2 separate regions of the Mus musculus genome follow, and region 2 is linked to region 1. A link is a contact called in public HiChIP or PLAC-seq data. All regions are on one chromosome and are shown on one strand. Each heading gives the region's core, a stretch centred on a gene start, on an enhancer-like site or on the middle of the called end of the contact. The rest is flanking DNA. Distances are from core to core; before and after follow the strand shown. Region 1 has its middle 4.5 kb from the start of Gm41392. Region 2 has its middle 90 kb from the start of Gm32840.

The links. HiChIP or PLAC-seq counts read pairs in DNA pulled down with a chosen protein or histone mark.
Region 2: an H3K27ac HiChIP or PLAC-seq map of embryonic stem cells shows a contact between it and region 1, with 6 times the contacts expected there. The contact joins two enhancer-like sites. A contact is called at or near these places in 2 of 484 Hi-C or Micro-C datasets (forebrain and uterus), 4 of 115 datasets of contacts at active chromatin or transcription factors (embryonic stem cells, epiblast stem cells and stem cell-derived neural progenitor cells) and 1 of 9 other capture datasets (embryonic stem cells).

The regions. Positions count from the first base shown.
Region 1 is chr15:96,486,857-96,493,056 of GRCm38.p6, forward strand. No RefSeq gene overlaps it. Among named protein-coding and RNA genes, the nearest start is that of Gm41392, 4.5 kb to the right of the region's middle. Within about 2 kb of position 2,510, at least 74 of the 459 cell types and tissues checked have an H3K27ac peak or open chromatin away from gene starts, as enhancers often do. A contact at or near this core is called in embryonic stem cells, where this site is marked.
Region 2 is chr15:96,951,147-96,957,320 of GRCm38.p6, forward strand. No RefSeq gene overlaps it. Among named protein-coding and RNA genes, the nearest start is that of Gm32840, 90 kb to the right of the region's middle. Within about 2 kb of position 1,770, at least 63 of the 459 cell types and tissues checked have an H3K27ac peak or open chromatin away from gene starts, as enhancers often do. A contact at or near this core is called in embryonic stem cells, where this site is marked.

The sequences.
Region 1 (6,200 bases), core at 1,260-3,759:
CCCAACTCAAAGAAGAGGTGTATGACCTAGGCGTGGCAGTCTCCTTCTCTGGAAATTATGTACATGACTTCATCTTGGACCACTCCATCTAATTTCCTATACTTCTGGCTGTTTCAGAAATGTGAGCCTTTGGCTGAAATGATAATATCATGTCATATATACATGTACATGTATGTATGTATGTATATATATATATATATATTCACATATATAGTTTCCATATAAATTATTTTCTTTAGTGTCACAGTAACAATGAAGCAGATGGAGACGTGCTTACTTGCTTCAGGAATAACTCAAGACTTTAAAACCATTTGTGTATGTCGCCAGTTGCGCAGAGATGTTACAAGGCTGTCTCCTACAGTCTCCCAGCAGCTGCAGAGACGTTCTCTGCAGTTGGCCAGAATCCAGCACACCAGCTTACTTTTCTGAACTTGATGAATGCAGGCACTATGTTAGCAAGGGAAAATGTGGGTAGGCAGATTATAGTGGTCGGAAAAGCGACTTGAGACATCGGGAGAGAGCAGATTCTGAGAGAGAACGAATGTGAGTAACTAGTCTGTGCTAGAGAACCACACTGCGACTATTCAGTGCTAGAGAGCCACTCTGTGACCGCTGTGACCGGTCACTGCTAGAGAGCTCCACCCCCACATCCCTGGCCACTCCAGGTGGAGTCAGTAATGTGAGGGTGGAGTCAGGGGTGTGAGGGTGGAGTCAGTAATGTGAGGGTGGAGCCAGGGGTGTGGGGGTGGAGTCAGGGCAAAAACCAGAACTCATTTTAATAGAATGATAAAATAATAGAGAAAAGCAAGACGAAAAACCACATATGGGAGGTGAAATTAAGGTAGAAGAAATTAAATTCATCTTTCCCATAGTCAAAATAAATACAAATAGACTACACTTTTAATCAAAACATAGATTGTAGCACTTGATTATAAAAGTATATAGCTATTAAGGGGTAAAAGGGGACGGTAGTTTTGAAGCGGCTTATAGTATGTGGCCCAGTTAAAGAGAAGAATTGGAAAAAAACAAACAAAAAAAATCAAAAAACCAAAACAAAACAACAAAACAAAACAAAACAAAACAGAGCTGAGCCGATGGCTCAGCAGGTAAAGCGCTTCCCCCCAAGTGTAAGGACAGGAGTTCAGGTCCCCAGCACCCATGTACTTGCTGGCTGGGTATGGAGGTCACAGGAGAGTTAGAGACAAAGAATGCCAGAACAGGCTGACCAGCAAGAGAGCTGAAAAGGGCTGGTGTGGGCCACTCAGCGAGACCTTATCATAAGCATAAAGCATAAAAGAAAGAGCCTCGTTGAGCAATGGAACGGCTGCGTCGTATAACCATGCGCCTCTAACCCAGTTCTTGGTAACAGGCAGAGACTTTCTACCCCCTGCATCTTTATATGATAACAGTTATTTCCCTCGAGGCCAACACCGGTGGCAAAGAAGAGATGGGAAATGCCAGCGGGACCTTGCCTGTTTCAAGAGCTTGCTTCTAGCCAGTACTCCAGGCGAGGATAACAGATCATGCCTGGCAGCCTGGTGGGTTCCAGGACAGCCGGAGCTACACCGAGAAACCCTGTCCCAAATGAAACACAAAACACAAATCAAAAACGAACAAACCCAGCCGTTCTCCTGCGTGTGCCCACGGAATATAACGTAAACATATTGGAACACAGCTGTGCAAAGCTGACCTTGCTTGTCTCTTTTCTGCCCCTTCCTGTTTTTAGTATTTATTGATTTGCTTGCTTGTGTGTGGAACGCACGCTGTGGTGCGTACGTGGAACTCAGAAAACAACTTACAGGAGTGAGCTCTTTCCTCCTTTTATGGGTTCTGGAGGTTTGTCTCTCTGCCTGTCGGGCTTGGCCACAAGGACCTTTACCCACTGAGCCATTCTCCCTTTCTAGAAATTGTGCTTTTCATATTAGAACAGTGAAACTGAGTCTCAGGGCCAGGACTTAGAAAAATTAAAAACCAGGTACTCTAAATAAAAATAAATAAATAAATAAATAAATAAATCTGCCAAACAATTCTGCCTGAAGACAGTTGCTTATTGACCAATGCAAAGGAAATCCACACCCTCTCCAACATCCACAAGCTGCTACAAATTAACGAGAAAAAAAAAAAAAAAAGGAGGAGACCCTGGGGAGCCAAGTGCCATTTTGCAGAAATGATGAGCTCAGGAAACAGTTCTGGCCCCAAATCCCGTGGGAAACAAAGCAGGGCCAGTTGTGTCCTGAGGCTCTTAGACCCTGAGCCACACCCACTCGCTGGCTCTCTCACTCCCACTGTTTGCCTGCAGGGCTCTGGAAGACTCATCCCTGCCACCCCCTGATCACGAGAGTAAAAGTCGGTTTTCCAGTTGCTCAATTATGTAGTAGCTCAGCTGCTGTTTGGAGATTTTTATGGAATATTTTCTAAATATTTTACGAGCAGCCAGAGGCTATTGGTATTTGGCACCTTCCAGACAGTTCCAGAACGAAGTTTAAAGCGCAGTGTGTGAAGGCAAAAAAAGGTCCTTGTTGCGGAAGCAAGCATTGCACACCCTGGATAATTTAGACGTCTTTTAAACAGGCTGCTTATCCAACCGCGGGTTTTGAATTTAGATAGAGTTCCTTGAATAGAGCGATACAACGATGCCATTTCCCCCTCTGATGAGCTTCTGCTCTCAGAGTCTGATGTAGAGCCTGAGTTTTGATATGCACCTTAGATTTTCGTGAGTTTGCATTTTAAAAGATATATCTAGTCGTAATTAATGTGTATAAGTGTTTTGTCCACGTGTGTGTCTGTGTGGGACTTGCATACAGTGCCCCCGGAGGCCAGAGGAAGGTATCGTATCCTCTGGACGGAGCCCTCTATGGATGGCTGTGAGCTCTGTGGTAGTGGGAACTGAACTGTCATCCTATGCTAGGAGAGCCAGTGCTCCTGACCACTCCCCATCTCCCCAACCCCTAGCTTGCATTGCTTCAAAAAACCGTCAGTGTGGTAGTAATAATTTTTTTTAGCAATAATAATTTGGATATTACTTTCCAAATTCCCTCTACTGTTGTGTTTTATAAAAAGAGAAGGAGAGAAGGAATGTTTGGTGTGGGGGAAGGGAGTGCCTCTGTGGGCCCATACTGAGACATCCCTTCTCTGTGAGGGACTAGACATGACTTTATAGTATAGAAGAGAGTTTATTCAGGGCACAGGGAGGGGAGGACAGAGGAGAGGGAGGGGGAGGGGAGGGGAGGGGAGGGGAGGGGAGGGGAGGGGAGGGGAGGGAGAGGAGTCCTCCTCCTCCTCCAGTGATCCTGTAAATTCAGACCTCAGAGCAGCCAGGAGTACCCGTGAGACCACAGCACCTGAGTCAAAGAATTTCACCAGTCACAGCAAGGTTCTCTAGCACTGACTAGTCACAGTGCTAGAGACTCCACCCCCACATCCTTAGCTCCACCCCCACTAATAAGGACTTTTTTTTTTTACATTCTGTATCTAGTGTTTTGTTTATCACTCCTAAACTGTTAGCATGCTGTCATAGTGTCTGATATAATTGTGTGTTTATTCAGCTCCTGGAGAGATAAGAAGGTTCTCATTACTCCCCTCTGGTTTTTAATGTATTTTCACCATTTTATATTTCTCGAATTAGTATTGCACGCAGTCGGTGACCGTTGTGGTTACCTAGATGTTTAACAATTTGTTTTTAATGGTACCATGATTTCCACCTCACCCTTTTGGGTTCCATCCACTAGCTCTTTAGCAAAATCTTTTCCCCCCAATTTTTTATTAGGTATTTTCTTCATTTACATTTCAAATGCTATCCCAAAAGTCCCCTATACCCCCTCCCCTACCCACTCACTCCCACTTCTTGGCCCTGGTGTTCCCCTGTGCTGGGGCATATAAAGTTTGCAAGACCAAGGGCCTCTCCTCCCACTGATGGCCGACTAGGCCATCTTCTGCTACATATGCAGCTAGAGACACGAGCTCTGGGGATACTGGTTAGTTCATATTGTTGTTCTACCTATAGGGTTGCAGACCCCTTCAGCTCCTTGGGTACTTTCTCCAGCTCCTCCATTGGGGGCCCTGTGTTCCATCCGATAGCTGACTGTGAGCATCCACTTCTGTGTTTGCCAGGCCCCAGCATAGCCTCACAAGAGACAGCTATATCAGAGTCCTTTCAGCAAAATCTTGCTGGCAAATGCAATAGTGTCTGCGTTTGGTGGCTGATTATGGGATGGATCCCCGGGTGCGGCAGTCACGCAAAATCTCTTTTACTTAGAGAGTAGTTATCTGAAGTAGCTTAGCTTCCCCGTGGAGAAGGGACTATTCCTCTCCATTAACACACAGCTTAGCTTCCTAGTGAAGGGAGGATAATTACATAAAACCATTCTCTCCATGGATGTCTAAGCCACTTTCCTTGTCTTTTGGCTTTGGCTCTGGAAGACTCTGACAAGCTTTAGCTTACCGGGGACCCCCTGAGTGAACACCTCAGAGCTGGGGATGGATGCAAAGAGCAAGAGGAATTTATTGTTCCAACGTGTTGGGATCACCCTACACCTGAAGGAGAGGTGGCGACCTCGTGCACGCAGCCCATTCGGTGAGTTTTTATACAGTTTTCAGAGCAGCAGCAACCAGGCACAATATGATTGGTGGAACAGTGTGCCCTTTAAACTTTAAAGTATTTAGGGACTGAGGTATCAAGGGCTTTCCTTGACTGTGGGGGTCCAACGGTCCCTGCACTCTGAGGAATGTGTTTACTTGCTCTGGGCTTTCTTTATACCTAGGAGCTCAATGGCCTCTCTCTTCCAGGAGGGGAGGGGTCTGGTGGAATTTTCCAAAGTCCCTGAGCTGACCTCTTCAGCTCAGACTAACCAACCCATCCAAGCTTGGGAAGGTTTTCCTTGCTGAAGCACAGAAAAGGTCAGAGTGCTTGGTCCCAGCGAACAGGAATGACCTTCTCTTACTGTGAATATCACTGTAGATCAGTCTAACGTGTGATTCATCTTTTTTTTTTCTCTCGTAAGTGTAGAAATAAGAAGGAAATTAGGATGAAAGCCACTTTGAAAGAGTTTTTTAAAACGGAGTCTGGAAGCCACACAGCTTATTATTACAGCTCCATCTGCTGCCTGGGAATGTGGACTCTGGAAGGCCGTCTCTGGAACTGCTCAAGTGACAGGATAATTACTTTATGTCCAGAGGCTCTAGATGCTAATCGGGACTCCCTCCGGTTTGGAGTGGTGTGGTGGGGGGGGGGGGGGCGATTTAAGTCTTTGTGCACATTCTTTGTTTTGTTATGGTCTCTGCTGCTTCTTAGCTGTTAAGAGATTGTCTTTGAACAAGAGACCATGCAAACTCAGGAGATGGAGGCTGGATGGTCAGGAGTTCAAGGTTATCTTCAGCTAAGCCGCATATGTATTCAGAACCAGTGTGTGCCACACAAGACTTGGCCTCCAATTCCACTGACACTGAAAAATAGTTTTCTTTTTCGTCACCATGACAACACATGTGAGCAAATTAGTTTACAGACGAAAGCCATTAAAGCTCTTGGTTGTAGACTTTTCAGCTCACAGTTGACTGGTTTTGTGGCTTTTTCAGCCTGTGGCAAAGCAGAAACATCTCAGTAGAGCAAAGAGTCCCATTCTGTAGCAGCTGGAGGGGAATCCTGGCAAAATATACCACGGAAAGCTCACCTCCACCAGGCCCGCCTCCACCAGGCCCGCCTCCACCAGGCCCGCCTCCACCAGGCCCGCCTCCACTACACTGAGTTGCACTAGTAACCAGAGGCCAATAGTCAACACATGATCCTCTGGGGAACTTCATATTCAAACCATAGCAATTACCTAGTTATTTTTAGCTTTTTTTTTTTTTAAATTCAATAGTGGTTTTCTATTTAATTCTCAATCAAAGGCTTGGATTTTCACTTTCTGCAATTCACCGTGTCAAGCATGGAGCCAGGTTCCAGCCTGCAGAGACTGACTGGCATGTACTGTCTTCTTTCCTTTGTCTCGGCCTTGAATTCTTATTTTGCTATCTCTCTCTTTTTTTTTTTTTAAATCAGTTATCTCTCTCTTTTTTTTAAAAGATTTATTTATTTATTTATTATATGTAAGTACACTGTAGCTGTCTTCAGACGCACCAGAAGAGGGCATCAGATCTCTGTTACAGGTGGTTGTGAGCCACCATGTGGTTGCTGGGATTTGAACTTCGGACCTTTGGAAGAGTAG
Region 2 (6,174 bases), core at 520-3,019, 460 kb after region 1:
AGGGAAGGGAAGAAGGGAAGGGAAGAAGGGAAGGGAAGAAGGGAAGGGAAGGGAAGGGAAGAAGGGAAGGGAAGGAAAGGGAAGGGAAGGGAAGGGAAGGGAAGGGAAGGGAAGGGAAGGGAAGGGAAGGGAAGGGAAGAAGGGAAGAAGGGAAGAAGGGAAGAAGGGAAGGGAAGGGAAGGGAGGGGAAGGGAAGGGAAGAAGGGAAGGGAAGAAGGGAAGGGAAGAAGGGAAGGGAAGGGAAGGGAAGGGAAGAAGGGAAGGGAAGGGAAGGGAAGGGAAGGGAAGGGAAGGGAAGAAGGGAAGAAGGGAAGAAGGGAAGAAGGGAAGGGAAGGGAAGGGAAGGGAAGGGAAGGGAAGGGAAGGGAAGAAGGGAAGGGAAGGGAAGGGAAGTACATATTGGACCAGAGACATGCATGTAAAAGCTGTTTGATTTCCTCGGGTGAATATTGTCGGGATTAAAGAACCAATGAATGTTAGTTAACTGAGCAGGCCAAATTATCAAAACAAAACAGAGCAGAAACCTAAGTGACTTATTAGCCTACTCCTGGGCAATCTCTTTAAAATTCTTATCTTTCCCCCTCCCCCCAATAATTAGTTTCAAGAATTGTAAGTCAGAGATGAATTATTCATTCCCTTTCCAGAACCTAAGCAGAAATTATGAGATCAAGATAATCATGCAAAAACTATGGCTGAAATTAAAAGGGAAAGATTTGAATTCTCAAAATAACAACACATAACGAACACCCCAGCAAGGCCACTTCAAAATCTGTTTTTTCAAGCCACACAGTTCTGACAGTTGCCAGTAGAGGGGGCTTAGAGGGTCAGCTGACTTGACTATGCCTTGCTAGAAGATTCAATCAACTTAAAGTAAGCCCTCCTTTCTCTATTTACCGAGCCTAATTCTTATTTAATTTCTGGACTTAATGGGTTTAGCGGACAGATTTGTGTAATTTGCTTTCTGGCCCTCACCCACTGAAGCGAGCTGTGATCAGTTGTCCTAGAATGCCGAGCAGCATTAGAAGGAAGGCTCATTCCTAGCCGCCCCACCCCAAGACCCCCGAGTCCCCTCAGGGAAGCCCCTGCCTGCCTCAATCCAGAAGCAGGTGTTTAACTCACAAAGTAAATAAATAACTGCTTGTCTGAGCAATTTCAAAACCACATAAACGCTACTGTTTTATTCATTACATGTCTCCTCCGTGAGAAATTGCCCAGAGCAGAGATTTACCTGAAAATATATGCATCTCCCAAAAAAAAAAAACCAAACAAACAAACAAAAAAAAAACAAAACAAGGAACAAAAAACCTTCATTCTCATAAGATGACCCCGTGTGCATCAAATAAACTGCCCTCTTTGTATGGTTTCTCTCACACCCATGGTGTCCTCCACTATTTAATGGATTTCCAACACAAAATGATGCCTTTTAAATTTAATAGTTAAGGGACACGACTCTTCATAAAAAGCCAAGGAGAGAGGTCACCTGCTGTGCCTGTCTTTCACCCAGGACAGCATTTTCCTTAGTGTAAACACTCGTGAAATCTGCACAAGCCCGGGCATGCCCGCTGAGCTCTGTAGGCTTGTGAAGGCTCCCAGGAGAGCCAGGCATAAAGGCAGATGCAGTAATTTAAAATATCGGTCTGATAAACATTAATGGTTTGGCTTAAGAAGAAAAACTAGCAACCACCTCGTGAGTAGGCTTGTGCTGGGAAAGCCTAGACACAGAAGGTGGCGCAAAACCGGAGCTAACTGGATAATGTTACTTCCAAAGTGGCTGAGCAAGCCCACAGTCCTGCCCTCCTGCTTTTGGTGGACCAGGGAAGTACCACCGAGCCTGCTCCACTCTAGGGCCAGTCCTGACTTCCCTACAGTAGCCAGGCATTCATAGGCTAGGCCACCAGCAAACTACCTAACCTTGAAATGCTCATGGACATTTTGAGACTTCACACAAACCATCCAAGTTGAAATGTCAGGTTTAAAATCAAGCACCCCATCCAGGGCATTTGTAGGAGACATTTGTACGACTGACTGAGGAGACAGTTTGGTGACACCAAGGAAACTTTTGCTTGCAGAGTTCCAAAGCTGGGGAGAGGGGAGGTTTCAGAGGCTCGATTGAGACAAAGGGGAAAGTCATAGTCCCCATAGGATAGATGACTAAACAGGTGCAGTGTGGTGGTGGGGCAGACTAAAGCCCGAAAGAGATCGCTTTCAGCTCTGAGACATTAGCGTGCCAACAGTTTGGACTGAATAGGACTTTAACAGACATAGTCTCAAAAGAGACAAGGCTCCTTTTCTCTAGAGAAGCCTGGAAACCCCAGAGGGTCGGATCGATCAGAGGACAGTGCCGGTGAGGGTGCCCTTGGCTGATGAAGCGCACATAGGGTAGGAGGCAGGAGACTGCCTTAGTAATCACTGAGAATGGACAAGTTACCGAGCGTAGCTGAGCCACCTGCTGGAGATGTCCGGAAGTGCTTGCGGGGGTCAAACGGAGCTGAGGCAGCTGCAAGCCGAGTATCCGTGGAAGACAAAGAACAGGGCGCCAGAACCGCAGCCCTGGGAAAAAATATTTCAGCTCAGTGTTTGTAGAAAGCAGTCAATGAATGTGGACTGAGATTGGGAGGTCCTGAGGCTCCTTGGCATCTTTGGTAAGGCAAGCTGAGCCGTCCTGCATCCACAACTAAATCTGGTGCTCACAGTATGAGGGTGTGTCCTTCAGGGACTTCGGTGACCGACTATTCCAGTTTTAACATTTGTTGGGTGCTAGAGAGGACTCTCCTTGGCTTGGCGTCTCGTGGCGTGGCAGTGCAGGAGCACAAGCACACGGATAACACAGAAACACCGTGGGAGACGGAAGCTACAGCTGCTGCGCCGCCGACTGTCATAACCAGTGCTCGTAATTAGCCCACGCAGGTAGAGCCCTGATGAACAACGGCCACGGGCGAGCTTGCAAAGACGGGCACAGCTCTCTCTCCAGGCCAACTCTACGCTCCTTTGTTTGGCTTTTTCGTTTATCTGTCACCTTTATCTGTCACCTTTGCTTAGTTACAAGTAAAGGATTGCCGAGCTTTGAAACATCATAGGGACTCAGAGGCAGATAAATCTGCGTGCTTGAGCCAACTCCTCAGTGCCACCGCAACCAAAACCCTCTGGTTAGATATGTTTGACTTACAAAGAACATCTTTAATAGCATTATGTAGCATCTAATCTACGAAGGCATTTATTGTAAAACATGCTATAACTTTACTTACAACTAAGACCGAGCCTGCCAATTAAGTTATGTCGCTCTGCCTTCTTGATGGTTAGCATTTTAAATGTGCATTTACTAACAGATCTCTTAAAAACTGACTTAGACTATCCTTAAATGTCCCTTGTACACACATAAACGGAAGTATATAAGCCTAAGCCAGTGGTTTACAACCTTCCTAATACTGAGACCTTTCAACACAGTTCCTCATGTTGTGGTGACCCCAGGCATAATATTTTCATTGCGAAACACAGAGGTTGAGAACCACCGGCTTAAGTTATCTCTGAAACTTTTTCATTCCAAGTCTGACTCTTTAGAGTTGAATTTTAACCTTGAAATATTGGGACATTTCTATATGACACCCTCTCTGTGCATAAGAAACATCACGCTGATTCTTGGCTTCTTTCCTATTTTTATATTCCCATATTTATTTATGTGTGTGGGTAGGTATGCACCATGGTGTGTGTGCAGGGGATCAGAGGGCAATCTACAGGACTTGATTTTTCCCTTTCCACGATGTAAGTCTGGGGATGGAATGAGGCCATTGGGTTTGGTCATCAGTACCCATTGAGCCATCTCACTGGCCCCGTTATGTCTTTAAAATGTTGTTTTGAGAACACAAAACACTCTATACAATTTTACAGGTCATTGAGCTGTCCGAAGGCAAATACCCATCAAATTACTGCCCAGCATTTTTTTTTTAAGAAAAGGAAAATCTAGTAAAATACCCAAGAAACCCTGTGTGCTTCCTCCTGGGCACTGCCTTGGGTCTCTTGCCAGCACTGCCCTTGATATATCACGGTGGATTAATATTTATCAACTAGCTTGTCTCTCCATGGCATTTATGTGAATGAAATGATTCAATGTGCATTTCTTGTTGGGCACTTCTGATGTTCAGCATTATGTTATAAGACGTATGTTTGTCATATGAAACACAGTGGGTTCATTCTCATTGCTACACGGAATTTTTTTATTTACTGTTATCATTTTATGAATCCACTATCTAGTCAATGGGCAGTTGAACTTGGTTTGCATGTTCATGTATTTTCCAGAGCGCTGTGATGAGCTGACTTGGGTGTATCTCCTTCTGCATCCTACCTAATAGTACATATACAGCGCAGAAATGGAAATGCTGTGTGTTTTTAATTCTGGTAAACAATAGCAATAGTTTACAAATCATTTGTGTCAATAGACCAGTTTAGGAAAAGTTCACAATCTTACCGGTGAGTGCTAATTTAAAACAACAGTATGAATCCCACCCCTTTCCCAAACGTATTTAGTCAAATGTCCGTGTTCTGGAAGAAGAATCTCATGGGTAGTGTTTGGATTCTTTAGGTTTGGACTTGCAAAGCCCAAACCATCAAACCATCAGACAAGGTGGGGCGGTATTGCCCAACATGTGTTCTTAGTGACGGCATCCAGTAGGGACCGATGGATGACACACCCAGTAGTACGAGTGTGCTGAGGTCACATGGTATGGTAAATGTGAATAAGGTTTTGTATAAACATACATACAGTATGGTATAAGAGAGAAAAAAAAGAAGTTAAGGGTGAATTAAAGCAAGAAGAGTTGAGATGCCTGGCCATTAACAAGAGCCAATAACGATCAAAGGAGAGTAACACTTTAATTTTGCACTTCAGGTAGTTTTATTCTAGTAGTCTTCCCAAGGGCCCTAATAAGGTTATCTTAGTGCACTGGCATTGCCCAACCCTTCTGTTTTCTTTGAAGCTTGGCAACCCTACCACAGCCTGTTTTAGTCTTCAACTATTCTTTCTCTTCCCTAGGAGGACAAAAATATGTTTGTAAGTATCCAGAGACTCCCTCTGTCATGTATATGAATATATGAACTATGTCAATGTATCTCTTACTTATCTATGTATTATGTACCTATCTATGAACCTATGTATGTATCATCTATCTATCTATCTATCTATCTATCTATCTATCTAACTAACTAACTATCTATCCAACTATATATCTATCCAACTATATATCTATATATCTCTATGTTTCTATGTATGTATTTAACTATGTATCTATTTATCCAACTATGTATTTATGTATCTACCTATGTTTCTATGTATCTATATATCTATCCAACTATGTATCTATCTATGTATCTTTCTATGTATCTATCTTTCTATGTATGTATGTATGTATGTATGTATGTATGTATGTATCTATCTATCTATCTATCTATCTATCTATCTATCTCTACACGTGGTCTGTTAACCTTTCTAAATTTGTCACAAACCGTCTGTATACATTTTTCCACATATTTTTAAATGACTCAATCCATGAATCATTGCAATGATGAGGTTTTTCCCTAAGTTACAATCAGTAAGAAACCACAACAACTGAGTTACCAGCTTCTGTCAGGCAGACTTTCCTAACTCTGGCGCTGTCAGCCTCTAGCTCCCTCATCATTCCTGGGGTGTTGGCATTTCCTGTCTCTGCCCTTTCTACCTCCAAGAGCACCAGACCTAAAGAGAAGGTCACCTGTGTATAGAAATTGCCTCCCACAGTTACATGGCCTCTAAGATAAGGATGCAGACTGGGACATTAATGGGTCACTGAAGATACTGGGCTTTTGTTCTGAGCCCTTGGCTTGCCCCCACTCTCCTAAGGCTTCCTTGTTCTCTCACTCACCTGTTCGGCATTTGTTAAGCGGATTAATACTTTAACTCTACTTTGGCTTCTTTAAAACATTTCAAAGGGCAAGGTGACATTTCCGGTTTTCGTAGCCTAGTGCAGTTCTCTCTGAACATATCAGACAACAACCGACCTGTTAATCTCCACAAGCTTGTATAGTCTATTCCGTTCCTGTTCTTTGTTTCCTTCCCCTTCACATTAGTTATAAAGTAATGAAGCCTAGATCAATAAGTTTGGTCTCCAGGCAACAGAGAAAACACCAATCAATTTAATCTTATGA